Regions from separate parts of the Sus scrofa genome. Here region 2 is linked to region 1. A link is a contact called in public Hi-C data. All regions are on one chromosome and are shown on one strand. The core of a region is the stretch at or near the end of the contact, and the rest is flanking DNA. Distances in the headings are between cores, read along the strand shown.

Region 1 (5,892 bases), core at 1,283-3,782:
CCATGCATTTGTCAAAACTCCGAATTACAGGCCCAGAAGAGTCAACGTTACTGCATAGAAATTAAAATTAAATAAATAGAAACCACGTAGTGTTGGTGATTTAAGCTCCAACTTTCTCTCAGCCACTGACTTTATAACTGCAGCACCGGCCCCTCGCAGGGTTTCAGTTCTGTTCAGCGCACGCAGGTCTGCAACAGGGAACAAGGGCACCCCACTCTCTGTCCTTGAGAAGGACAGAATACATGTGTCTGCAGCAGAGCCAGAGGGCGTGGGACTGATGGCCAGAGCCCCTGTAAGGAACTGACAGGTGGAGGTGGGGCGTAGCCTGGAAAGCCTGGTTCCTCTGGGCTCCCCGATGTAAGATGAGGGGTTGGACCAGGAAAGGCCTTTCTGCCTCTGATGGTCTGCGGGTCTCGTGTAAAAATCCCACACAAAATCCAATTAGCTCTGTTTGGTATTGAGAATAGCCACAATAAACAATTACCGTAATAACAACTGGCTCTTCCATACACAGGACCCCAGATGATTCGGAAAGCAGTTTGGAGGGAGGGAAAATGCTTGGGTTTAAAGTTTTAAAGTGCCTTCTAAAAATCACATGAAGTAATGATTGATAAGGCACACAGCTCACAGCTCATGTGGGCTTGCAATCAAAAAGGGACTTTTCCATGTGTTCATTTCAATCCCTCCCCTCCCTCTATCAAGGAAGAATGATCCCAGTTTAGGAGACAGATTAATAAGAGTCTGGTCACTCAAGGCTTTGGCTGATGTTGGGATTTTCCAAAGATTCCATTTTCCCAAGAGCCACAGTGGATTTGGTACAGTTTTGGCATTGAGTGTATTCCATTGTGTCCTAATCCAATGAAAATGAATGGAAAAGTGTTAATTGGGCATCAATTCATGCTTAACATTAATCTGAGTATTTGATGAACCACAACTTTATGTTGCCCCTCATGCCATATTAACTCAATTTATTGTAATGATTTAAAACAATAAGGATAATTACATCCTTATTGTTTTAAATACCCCATAAATTGAATCCAGCCTGAATTTGGCCCGCCTGAAATTTGCTGTTTAAATGTGAGATGTTTGGGGGAAGCTACAGAAACGTCTTTTTGGAGTTATCAGTGCGGGAAAGGATGAGAAGCAGCACTTTTTAAGCACCTACTGTGTACCAGGACCTGTGCTGCACCACTACTCCTAAGGTGGCCAGGGTGAGCGTATTTGAAGCCTTCTGCCACCCTCAGCTACCTCCACAGATGGTGGGGGGCTTGGTCTTAATTTACATTTCATGCACTTCTCTACCTCAGCATAGAAACAATAAGACATACATAAAACGAAGGGGTTGAGAGGGGTTTCCTCAAATAACCACCCTTCCCAGCCCTCCCGGAGGTGCTCCCAAACTATTTCTCTTTATACGCAAAAATTTGATTTGAACTCCAATCATTTGACCTTGACCCCTATAAACCTATTTTATTATATTTTTTAAACTCCCTATGATTAACGCGGAAACCCTTTCTTCGGCATTTTCTCACCACTGGAATCGCGTCAGTTTCCTCAAAGTTCCAAAATAACCTTTCCCGGGCACGGATTTCGTACCTCTGCCAGGGAAGGGCGGGGAGCGGCGCAAGACGTGCCGGTTTGGAGCGAGAGCCAGAGAGAACTTCCAGCGCGAGAGGAAAATAAAACTTGTGGCTGGCGTTGGTGCGGGAGGGTCTCCGCAATCCTGAAGGCCCCCGACCTAGAGGGGTCTCGGGGGCCGCCCGAGGAGCGCCAGGGTCTGGGTTTGATCCCGACGTCCTTGACCTAAATTTCTGCGCGGTGGCTGGAAAAAGGGCGCAGAGCCGGGAGGGCGGCTGGTGCCATCCCCGGATCCCGGCGGCTGGGGCTGGGGAACTTGAATGGAGAGGCCGACCTAGAAGGGGTGGGGGGCGTCTTCTCCCCAGCCCGAGTGCGGAGCGGTGGCCAGCTCCCCGCGCTTCCCCCTCCCCCGATCCACCCTCCCCACGCAGCCCATGTGATCGAGGGAAGTCGGGGTGCGCTCCCCCCGCCCCCCGGCCCGGCCCGCCCGGAGGCGGGGCCCCTCGGGCCGCGGGGTTCGCGCACCGCCCCCGTGGGTCCGGCTGCGGGGGGCCGAGTGTGCGCGCGCGGCAGGCGGGGGCCGCACCGGGGTGCGTGACGTCACCGGCATTGGTTACACGACGTTCTAGAACTCCGCCCCACGTGCGCCGGGAGGAGGGGGAGGAGGAGGGGATGGGGGTGGGGAGGAGGAGGGGGAGAGGTGGGGATGGGCCGGGGGGGCGGGGACGGGGGGTGTGCGAGCAGCGGGGCTGAGCTAAGCCGAGCCCACGTGTGACGGCTCTCGCCGCTGCCCCGGCTCCGCCGCTCGCTGAGAGATTCGGAGGAGCCCGGGCGGGGGGGAGGAGGAGGGGGAGGAGGGAGCGGGAGATCTCGGGGCTCGGAGCCGGCCGCCGCTCCGCTCCGATCGCTGTGGGGCTCGGTTTTTTGGGGGTGGGGGGGCGGGGGGGCTCAGATATGGAGGCAAATGGGAGCCAAGGCACCTCGGGCAGCGCCAACGACTCCCAGCACGACCCCGGGTAAGTTTCCAGCCGCTGCCCACCGCGCCGCCTCGGGCTCGCTCTCCTTGCAGCGGCGGGGACGGCGGTGCGCGGAGCCGGGCATCTCCCGCGCCCCCCCGCCCCTCCCGCGCGCCCCCCCGTGGAAGTTACACACCTTTGGATTGCATTTCGCCGTCACCTTCTCCCCCACCCCACCTCCCGGCTCTCGCTCGCTCGCTCCCCCCTGCTTTCCTTTTAGCTTTTGTAAGTTACACGTCAAAATGGCCGATCTGACATCGGTGCTCACTTCTGTTATGTTTTCTCCCTCTAGTAAAATGTTTATCGGTGGACTGAGCTGGCAGACCTCACCAGGTAAGGGAGGGAGGGGGGGACGCCTGGGTCCCCCCCTTCTTGGCTTCTTTATTGCTCTTTGTTATCCCGGTGTAGGAGCCCCCCCCCGCCATTGGCTCCCCACTTCTCCTGTGCAAGGTTATTTTTTTAAATAGCAAATCCTTTCCGAGCCCTCTACGCGACCTCTGTTGCCGAATTTCCCCCGCGTGTGCAAAAAACCCCCCAGAATAACAACAGAAAACTACTTTTGGTTTTTGTCCTTGATCAAAATTTGCATTGCTTTTTTTTTTCCCCACACCTTCTCCCCCCCCATCTCTCTCTTTCTCTCTACAGATAGCCTTAGAGACTATTTTAGCAAATTTGGAGAAATTAGAGAATGTATGGTCATGAGAGATCCCACTACGAAACGCTCCAGGTAAACCATTCCCTTCTGGATTTTGTCTTTATTTTAGAAGAAAGTTTAAGTGTTATTTTTGGAGGTGTCTTCGGTAGTAGCTAAGCGGATTTAGAATGGGGCTCAGGCATGTGGCTGATTTCGAACGTCGCTCAGTCTCCCCCCCCCATTAACCCCAAAGGTTATTAATTGGGGCTGAACTCTGGCTACAGAGATGCCCATGTTTCTGCTTTAAGTCATTTCTCCGTCGCTTCTTTTTCTCCTGTTTCAAATGACATTCAGCTTCCATTCACTTTCCACATAGTTTTCTTTTTTTTCCCCTCCCTTCCCTATGTATCCTTTCCCCGCACTCCCAGTTCCCCAAACTCTTAAAGCCCCTCTTGGAAAGCTGGATGAATCTCCTCTAAGTGCTGGGTTTTCTTCGGAATAAAACAAAGCGTTAAAGAAAGGGAAGGGAGGAGGAGGAGGAGAGAGATTGAGGTGGCGAAAGAGTGGAGATACCAGCGTTCTCCAAGTTACCTCCAGCCGCCCTGCCCCCGTTCCACTTCCCCCATTAACCTTGATGTGTTTCCTTGGGAGGCGGAGGGCTGTAGGCAGGAGGGGGTGGGGAGGGCGCCGGGGAGTGGGGGTGCGTGGGGGCAACTTTTTGCTTTCCATTCTGCGTTGGGGCTCACTCCTTGTTGCTCTCAACGGTGTCACATTTTCTTGTTTGTTTTTCTCCCTCTTTGTCTCATTTCAGAGGCTTCGGTTTCGTCACGTTCGCAGACCCAGCAAGTGTAGATAAAGTACTAGGTCAGCCCCACCACGAGTTAGATTCCAAGACGGTAGGTTGCTTTTCCTTGTTGTTGTTGTTCGCCCCTTTTCAGGACCGATCTGGGCATTGACAGCCCTATTTAAAGAGACAGTGCCTTCTTTTGCTGCTGTGCTGAGAAGTGGGTACTTTGAAGTAGAGCTTGCGAGTTGGTTCTAAAGTTTGCTGCGACGGCTGGGTTGGGGGTTTTCTTTTTAGAGCTTGTTTCCCTGCAGCCCCTGAGGCTGCCCAGCCTAGGCTTGGGGGAGGGGTCGGCTTGGGGAGAGGCTATCTTCCAGGCCAAAGGACCATGCAAAGAAACTCCACCACCGAGAGAGAGCCGAGGCAACTTTTCTTTGTCAGCCGAGCACAGCCCGCGTTACCAACTGTGGCTGTAGGAATTGGCTCTTAGAAGGCACAGCCTGCTTGGCGGAGGGGGACAGGGGGCGGAAGGAGGTGAGGGGGCGCTAATCACAGTCCAGGCAACAGGTTCCTCTTGGGCACTTCGGGCTGGGAATGTGGTTTGAGAAGGGAAAGAAAGAGGCTTTACAGAGCCAAGCTGGGCAGGCAGTGGGTGACTCCAGATGGTGTGAAATCTAAGGCTGATAAGGCCTTGGGTTTCAACGTGTCTTTTTTTTTTTTTTTTCTTTTTCTTTTTCTTTTCTTTTCTTTCCCTCGATCCTTTATTTTGAGTGTGGGTACTTTTATAGCATTAGAAGGTTTTCAAGTCCAGGGTTGAGGGGGGTAAAAGTCTCTTTGAGGCCAGAAGGGAAGAAAGTATCAGTGGATAATAATACATTTTATGGGGGAGTGGGAGGGGAGTTGATCTGATTTATGCTGGCTCTCCTGCCTTCCCTGTGTGTCTGTCTAGGAGAATTTCAGTACTGGCTTTTGTACGTCCACCTAAAGCAGGGGCAGGGGATCCGAGGTGGTGCTGGGATGCAGTGCTGGGCTGCTGGGGGCTTCGCCTCTGTGGTGGGTGGGTGGGAGGGAGAAGGCAAGGAATCTGATTCTAGGCCCAGCTGCTGGTTCAAGACCCGGCAAGTTGTTCCCTGCCTCTAGGCCACAGTTTCCTCTTCTGTAAAATAAAGGAGTGGGACAGAGCAGTCTTGAAGTCCTTTTGGGCTTTAACCCTGTATGGAAGAGCTGAAAAGCAAAACCTGGCCACCTTTGGTGCCCTTGAATTGATTTTGCAAATTCACCCTGTTTCTCTGATCAGACATCAGGTGCATGCCTCCTCCCCAGCTCTGGAGAAGACCCCCCCCCCCCACACACACACTTTAAGTTGCCTTATTAATTGCATTGGACCTGTGGTAACTTGTGGCCCAAAGTACTGGTGTACTTTTAGGTCATTAAATTTCAGGGACAGGGTTTGCAGGGTGATCCCTGATGTCTGAAGAATTCTTATCTCCTTGACTTCGTGGCTAGACATTTCAAAAAGCGAGTAACATTAACGGGGAAAGATGTTTCAAGGCAAATTGGGGAATTTGGTATCCATCCCTCTGCCCACCCTGGGTTGGAGAAATACAGTACTTGATTTCTCTCGTGGCTGGTGGTGGGTCATCTCTCGCCGCCGTATCAGGTGCAAGGCCTGTGGTGGTCCCTCCCTAATTGTTTGTAGACATGTTTAGGTGGCTATTATGTAGTATAACCTAGCTTTTGACTTTGTTTCAACGTGCAGTGCAGGAGGCAGACGCGGTTGGTTTATTGACATGGAAGCGAGGATCTTGTTTACCCGTTACCTTAAAAGCTTTGTTTAGGTAACGGCCATTCACATCCAAAATAGTCCCCTAGTCTTTTCC
Region 2 (5,892 bases), core at 1,751-4,250, 120 kb after region 1:
CATTGAGTCTTGAATATTCGGTGTGAATGGCCTCCAGCTCCTTTTAGTGTAAACCCAGAGGCCCCTTTTGGGTTGAGTCTGTTCCTAAAAACAAACCGTAGGGTTTTCTCGGGCCTCTGCATCCTTTCTGGTCTGCTAACGCAGATGAGTTGCTCAGGGATGCTCAGGCTATTCGGTTCTTTTTTTTTTCCTTCTCTTTTTCCTTTTAGTGTTACTGATTTCTCTCCCTCACAGCACAGGATTTTGCCCAAAACAAAAGTCTCAGTTTATTTATTCTTAAAAAAAAAAAAAAAGAGAACCTCTGTTTTTAAGACCTTGTGGTACTTCCTGTCTGTTAACAGTTGATACTTGACTTACTTTTATTTCATAAGAAAATATTTGCTGCCTCTAAAGATCCAGCCGTGTTCAGTGGAACATATCCTGTGTTGAGACTTACTTTCAAAAACAATCTGGAGGTCTTGAATGTTGACAGCCCTTGATGTTGCAGATGAGAAAGTTGAGGCACAAGGGTTTATATGCCTCGGGACTGGTTCCTGGAATCATGTTTTTAGAGGTAGAGGAGAAGCCTTTAAGGGCGTTTGAACTACCTCCATCAAATGGCTTCCTTGCTTTCTCTCTCTTCCTCTCTCCCTCCCTTCCTCCCTCCCTCTTTTCTCTTTCCTTTCCTCTTTCTTTCTTTCTTTCTTTCTTTCTTTCTTTCTCTCTTCTCTTCCTTCTTCCCTTCCTTCCTTCCTTTTCTTTCTTTCTTTTCCTTCTCTCCTTCTTTCTCTTCTCTTCTTTCTTTCTTTCTCTCTCTCTCTTTCCCTTCCTTCCTTTCTTTCTTTCCATCCTCCCTCCCTTTTCTCTTTCTTTCTTTCTTCCTTCCTTCCTTTCTTTCTTTCTCTCTCTCTCTTCCTTTCCCTTCCTTCCTTCTTCTTTCTTTCTTTCCTTCCTTCCTTCCTCCCTTCCTTCTTTCTTTCTCTCTCTCTTCTTCTTTCTTTCTCTTCCTTCCTTCCTTCCTTTCTTTCTCTCATTCATTTCCCCACCAGTTATGTACAAAGTACCTACTACTGCATTTCTGGATGCTACAGGGGGGATTCAGTGGTGAATTTGATGCCTTTATGGAGCTTCCAGGAAATTATGGAGGACAGACCCTAAAATAATCCCGGAAGTAGATGCTTCACTGCAACTTGTGATACATGCGGTGGAGGAAGAGTAGAGGGTGACTCAAGAGCAAAGTACAAGGTCGCCTGTGGGGAGGCATCCAGGAGGGACTTGGCGAGAATGGCGTTAGATCAGCCAGGGCAGAGCAGGGGAGTAAAGAGCCTGCTCAGAAGCTTTGTGAGCTAGACGGGCCAAAGGTGTGAGAGAGGCTGGAGATGGACAGACAGAGGCTCTGAGCGGCAGGGGAGCCCCCGTCCGTATCCCTGGTGGTTTTCAGAGCATCATACAGCCCCTCTGTCTAACTCTGGATTTTACTTGTGAATGGATCTCAGCATCTTCTATGGTACCTGGAACATAGCCGAGTCTCAGTGTTTGTCCAATGAATGAATAAATCCTCCCAATGATAGGTATTATCTTCCTGACTTGTGGTTGGGAAACTGAAGCCGATCGGTGTAAACCCACATGCCCGAGGCCTGAACCCCCTTGTAGGGTGGCCTTCTGTGCCAGAGTTTGACTCTCCAGCCGTGTCCTCCTCGCCGCCCGCCCCCCACAATGGATGGAGGTGTGTGAATCACGTGGTGAAGGGGTGTGTAATCCGTCACTGTTACCACCCTCCCTACTTTACATGTTTCTGTCTCTTGAAAGAAAGAAGAAAGTACAAAAAAAAACCAAAACCCCTTAACTTTTCTTTCTACCCCCTTACTAGTTGGTGGTGGAGAAGGTCCGATTTAAAACAACCTCTGCAGGAGTTCCTGTCCTGGCTCAGCGGTTAATGAACCCAATTAGCATCCATAAGGATGCAGGTTTGATCCCTGACCTCGCTCAATGGGTTAAGGATCTGGTGTTGCCGTGAGCTGTGGTGTAGGTCGCAGACGCGGTTTGGATCCCACGTGGCTGTGGGTATGGCATAGGCTGGCAGCTGTAGCTCTGATTCGACCCCTAGCCTGGGAACCTCCATATACCGCAGGTGAGGCCATAAAAAGACAAAAAGATAGAAAAATGAAAAAAAAATTAATAAAACAACCTTTGCCAAAGAAGAAGCAGGGGGTCCAAGGCTTAATTGAGTAACCACGGCCGGGTTCTTGCTTGATAATCCATTTGTTCTAGACGGGAAAGCAGGGGTGGGAGTGGGGGTGGGTGGGTGGGTGGAGAGCCAAGGAATATTTACTTATTTGTTTGTTTATTTCTAAAGAATAATTGTGGGAATCGTGGCACAGAACCCTTTCTAATTGCTTTTTTTTTTTGCAATCGTGTGGGTGGCTTTTGAAATTCCATGTAGTTTACGGAGGCGGCGAGGGTTCTGTGCCTGGGACGCCAGATGATGCAGTTGAATGGCTGTTGGCTGTTTATTTGCAAGTCTGTCGTTACCAACACAGGATTCTGGAGTTCAGTGGCACAACAGTGTTTTATCTCCCTCCTCCCCCGTATCTAAATATATCCAACGAGTCCATCAGACTTGGCAGCCGTCAGGGCTGGGGCTGTCAGACTGAGTTTGCCTTGGATCCTCCGAGCGCTTGGCTTGTTTTCCGAGAGTGCGAACGTGTATTCAAATAACGATATCAGCATTAGCCTGGCAAACAGGTTAGGGGCCTTGGAGGGTAAGAATGAGGCAGCATTGGGGTATTTAAAAAAAAAAAAAGGCATCTCTTTTCTCCTCCGCCAGCAGTTGTAGAGACGAGACAAAGCCACGCGAGGAGTATGGCTTCAGGCTCGCTGAGCAGAATGCGTGGGTGTGTTTCCCTGAATCGTGATTTTGGTTTTTTTTTTTTTTTTTTTTTTTTTTTGAAGTTGTTGGAGGAGAGAAAACGAGATGCTGGCGGCTGGTGGAAAACGGTGTGTGTGGAGTAGATGGAGGTGGGGGAGTGGCTGGGAGGAGGAAGGCGGGCTGGTGCAGGCAGAGGTGGGGGCATTTTTACAGGAGCCTTTCTGGAGGACCGGTCACTATGGGGGTGTCATCTTGGCTGAGGATTCCTGGGGTGTCTTGGGTCTGGCGGAGGCCCTTGGTTCCGTGGCCTGCCTGCCCCGCTGGACTCGGCCCTTCTCTGTCTGTGCTGCCTCAGCTCCTGTAACCTAGGAACCGCGGGACCCAGCTCCCCGGTCCCTCCCCAGGGGCTTGTTAAAGGGGAATCTGTGGAAAGCAAATCAGAAGATCTTAAATCCCTGCCTGAAAGGTATCCCGTGTTCTCCAGGGAGCAGCCTTTTATAAATAAACGTCCTGAGCGCTCCTCTCCGAGTTGCTTATCTGCACAGAAGCCTCTCTCTGGGAGATGGTCCAGGATCACCATAGGATGGGCCTATGCCCAGAGGCAGCCCTGTGCCCCCGAAAGGCCACCCCTTCCAGCTGTGTGCTGTCCTGGAGGCCGGGGGTCAGGGGACACATGGGTGTGTGGCAAGTTCTCTGATGAGGTGGGTTTTGTAGGGTCTCAGGGAGGCAGAGGTTAAGGGAATTCACCCCCGTGGGCATCAGGGACACAGAAAGACATAAGGTAAGGCCCTGCCCTGAGCAGGTCCCAGAATAAGGAGAACACAAGACATGCAAAAGAATGCATCAGAACAGTGGTTTTTCAGTTGTCGGTTGGGGACACTTGGGCATCCCTGAGACGCTTTGAAGGAGTCTTCTGTGTGGTCCAAAAGTTTTTTCATCAGCATTTCAAAACTTTATTTGGCTTTTCCCCCTCTCATCCTTTCCATGAATGTCCAGTGGAATTTTCCAGAGGCTACATGATCTGTGTTGACATCATTGTTCTGATGGCTAATGGGAGGTGTGTATTCTTGCTCAAACAGGTCTCAGTTTTCATTTCTAATACAGCCCACGTTGATAGATATAACACACAAAAGCAAAAGGGCTTGAGGTGGTCCTTGCTTTTCGAGCGTATAAAAGTATGTGGCAGGGAAATGTTTGAGAACCACGGAATTTAGAACATAGGTGGATGAGTGGCAAGTTGAAGTTATGTACTGGGTACTGAGGAGGCACAGCTCCAGGGCTGGATGGCAGGTGCTGGTGGGTAGCTGGCCAGGGGATTGTCAGAGAAGGCTTTATTGTTTGAAAACAGGAAGAATTGTTTGAAAACAGGAAAATTGTTTTCTTATTTGGACCTGGACTTTGAAGGATGAATAGGAGTTTTCCAGGTAGGCAAGGAAAGGAAAAGCATCCTAGAAAGAAGGAACAGCAAACTGAGGGAATGGTGATATCAAACATCATGATGTGTTGGCTTTATTCACCCATCTTTGGGGCAGAAATGGTTTCATACTGGCCTCACCATGGAATTTTTGCTGCCAGTGATTTCCAAACTACACTGCAGCTCAGAATCACTTAGTGAGCTTTGCGGAAACACCATGAAGCCAATTCCCAGGCCTGCTTTTATCCATTGATTGGTAGCCCTCTTTGCTTCTAGAGATGGGAATGACAGGGTGCCCCTTGTACCATTTTTAGTTAGTTTGTCAAAAGTGACATCACATTGGCCCTGCAGCAAGTCTAGACGATGCCATCCTGTTGGTTCTGTGACAGAACTGCAGCGGGTCTCACTGGACAGGGGCCTTACCTCCTCACCTCACCCATCAGCTTTCAGTGGGGAGACAATGAGAATAAAGTGTGTTCAGAGGGGCGGTCAGTCGTTGTTCAGGGACCATGGGTTCAGAGACCTCTTTGCTTCTGCTGCTGAGCCATGTGACCTGAGAAGGGCTTTGCCTCTGCTGCTGAGCCTGTCCGCCAGGAATAAAGCATGGTTGGACAGACTTTATTTAATAGACAAGCCTAAAGCTGCCATTGAAAAGGAACCTCCTAGGAGTTCCCGTCGTGGCTCAGGGGTTAACGAATCTGACCAGGAACCATGAGGTTGCAGGTTCGATCCCTGGCCTTGCTCGGTGGGTTAAGGATCTGGCGTTGAGCTGTGGTGAATGTCACAGACGTGGCTCGATCCCCCGTTGCTGTGGCCTTGGCATAGGCTGGCGGCTATAGCTCCGATTAGACCCCTAGCCTGGGAACCTCCATGTGCCTGGGTGTGGCCCTAGAAAAGACAAAAAAGACAAAAAAAAAACAAAAGCAAAAACAAAAAAACCCAAAAAGGAACCTCCTATGGATAAATAATTCATTCTGGATTTTTTTTGTTTGTTTTGTTTTTGCTTTTTAGGGCCAAACCCATGGTATATGGAAGTTTCCAGGCCAGGGGTCGAATCGGCTGCCGGCCTGCAACACGGGATCCAAGCCGAGTCTGTGACCCTACACCACAGCTCATGGGCAATGCCTATCCCCGACCCACTGACCGAGGCCAGGGATTGAACCTGCATCCTCATGGATACTAGTCGGATTCCTTTCCACTGTGCCACAACGGGAACTCCCAGTTCCTTCTGGTGGTGTTCTTAGAAAGTATTCTCTGGTGCACATCCCCTTCCACCTGCCCTTGGTTTTGCAAAGGAAGATGCAGAAATGCTCAGATTAACAGCGTGTTTCTGAACCACCAAGAAAGGGAACAAAAGGGTGCCAAGGCTCCAGGCAGCCACTCTGTGTCAGCTGCTGATCTGAGGGTATTTTGCAGGTCATCTCATCCAATGGGCAGCTAGTCCTATGAAGAAGTGCTGTCACCCCATTTTGGAGATGTGGAAACAGAGGCATAGGTTCGTTCCCTTAACATGCCCGAGGCCGCCCAGAATCCATGCTTTCAAGCTTTAGCCTTTGGTTGTTAACATCACATCCTGTGCTGCTGGGGAGGGACAGGCCGTAGTCTGGAGGTCTTCAGAGGCACCAAGAGC

Evidence for each region. Hi-C and Micro-C count contacts between places; a contact is called where the count stands out from the background.
Region 2: a Hi-C map of skeletal muscle shows a contact between it and region 1, with 2.4 times the contacts expected there. The contact joins the enhancer-like site here to the promoter of MSI2 in region 1. A contact is called at or near these places in 1 of 5 promoter capture datasets (liver), 9 of 47 Hi-C or Micro-C datasets (epiblast stem cells, fetal liver, heart right ventricle and 2 more) and 1 of 2 datasets of contacts at active chromatin or transcription factors (skeletal muscle).

What each region holds. Positions count from the first base shown.
Region 1 is chr12:33,534,743-33,540,634 of Sscrofa11.1, forward strand. MSI2 (RNA-binding protein Musashi homolog 2-like) reads left to right here and starts at 2,533. Exons shown (of 13, transcript NM_001315780.1): 1 at 2,533-2,594; 2 at 2,887-2,927; 3 at 3,240-3,321; 4 at 4,040-4,124. The coding sequence starts at 2,533. LOC110256167 (a long non-coding RNA gene) reads right to left here and starts at 2,204. Exons shown (of 3, transcript XR_002337445.1): 1 at 1,597-2,204.
Region 2 is chr12:33,650,886-33,656,777 of Sscrofa11.1, forward strand. The region is part of intron 5 of MSI2 (RNA-binding protein Musashi homolog 2-like); the gene reads left to right. Among named protein-coding and RNA genes, the nearest start is that of MSI2, 120 kb to the left of the region's middle. Within about 2 kb of position 3,001, at least 12 of the 83 cell types and tissues checked have an H3K27ac peak or open chromatin away from gene starts, as enhancers often do. A contact at or near this core is called in skeletal muscle, where this site is marked.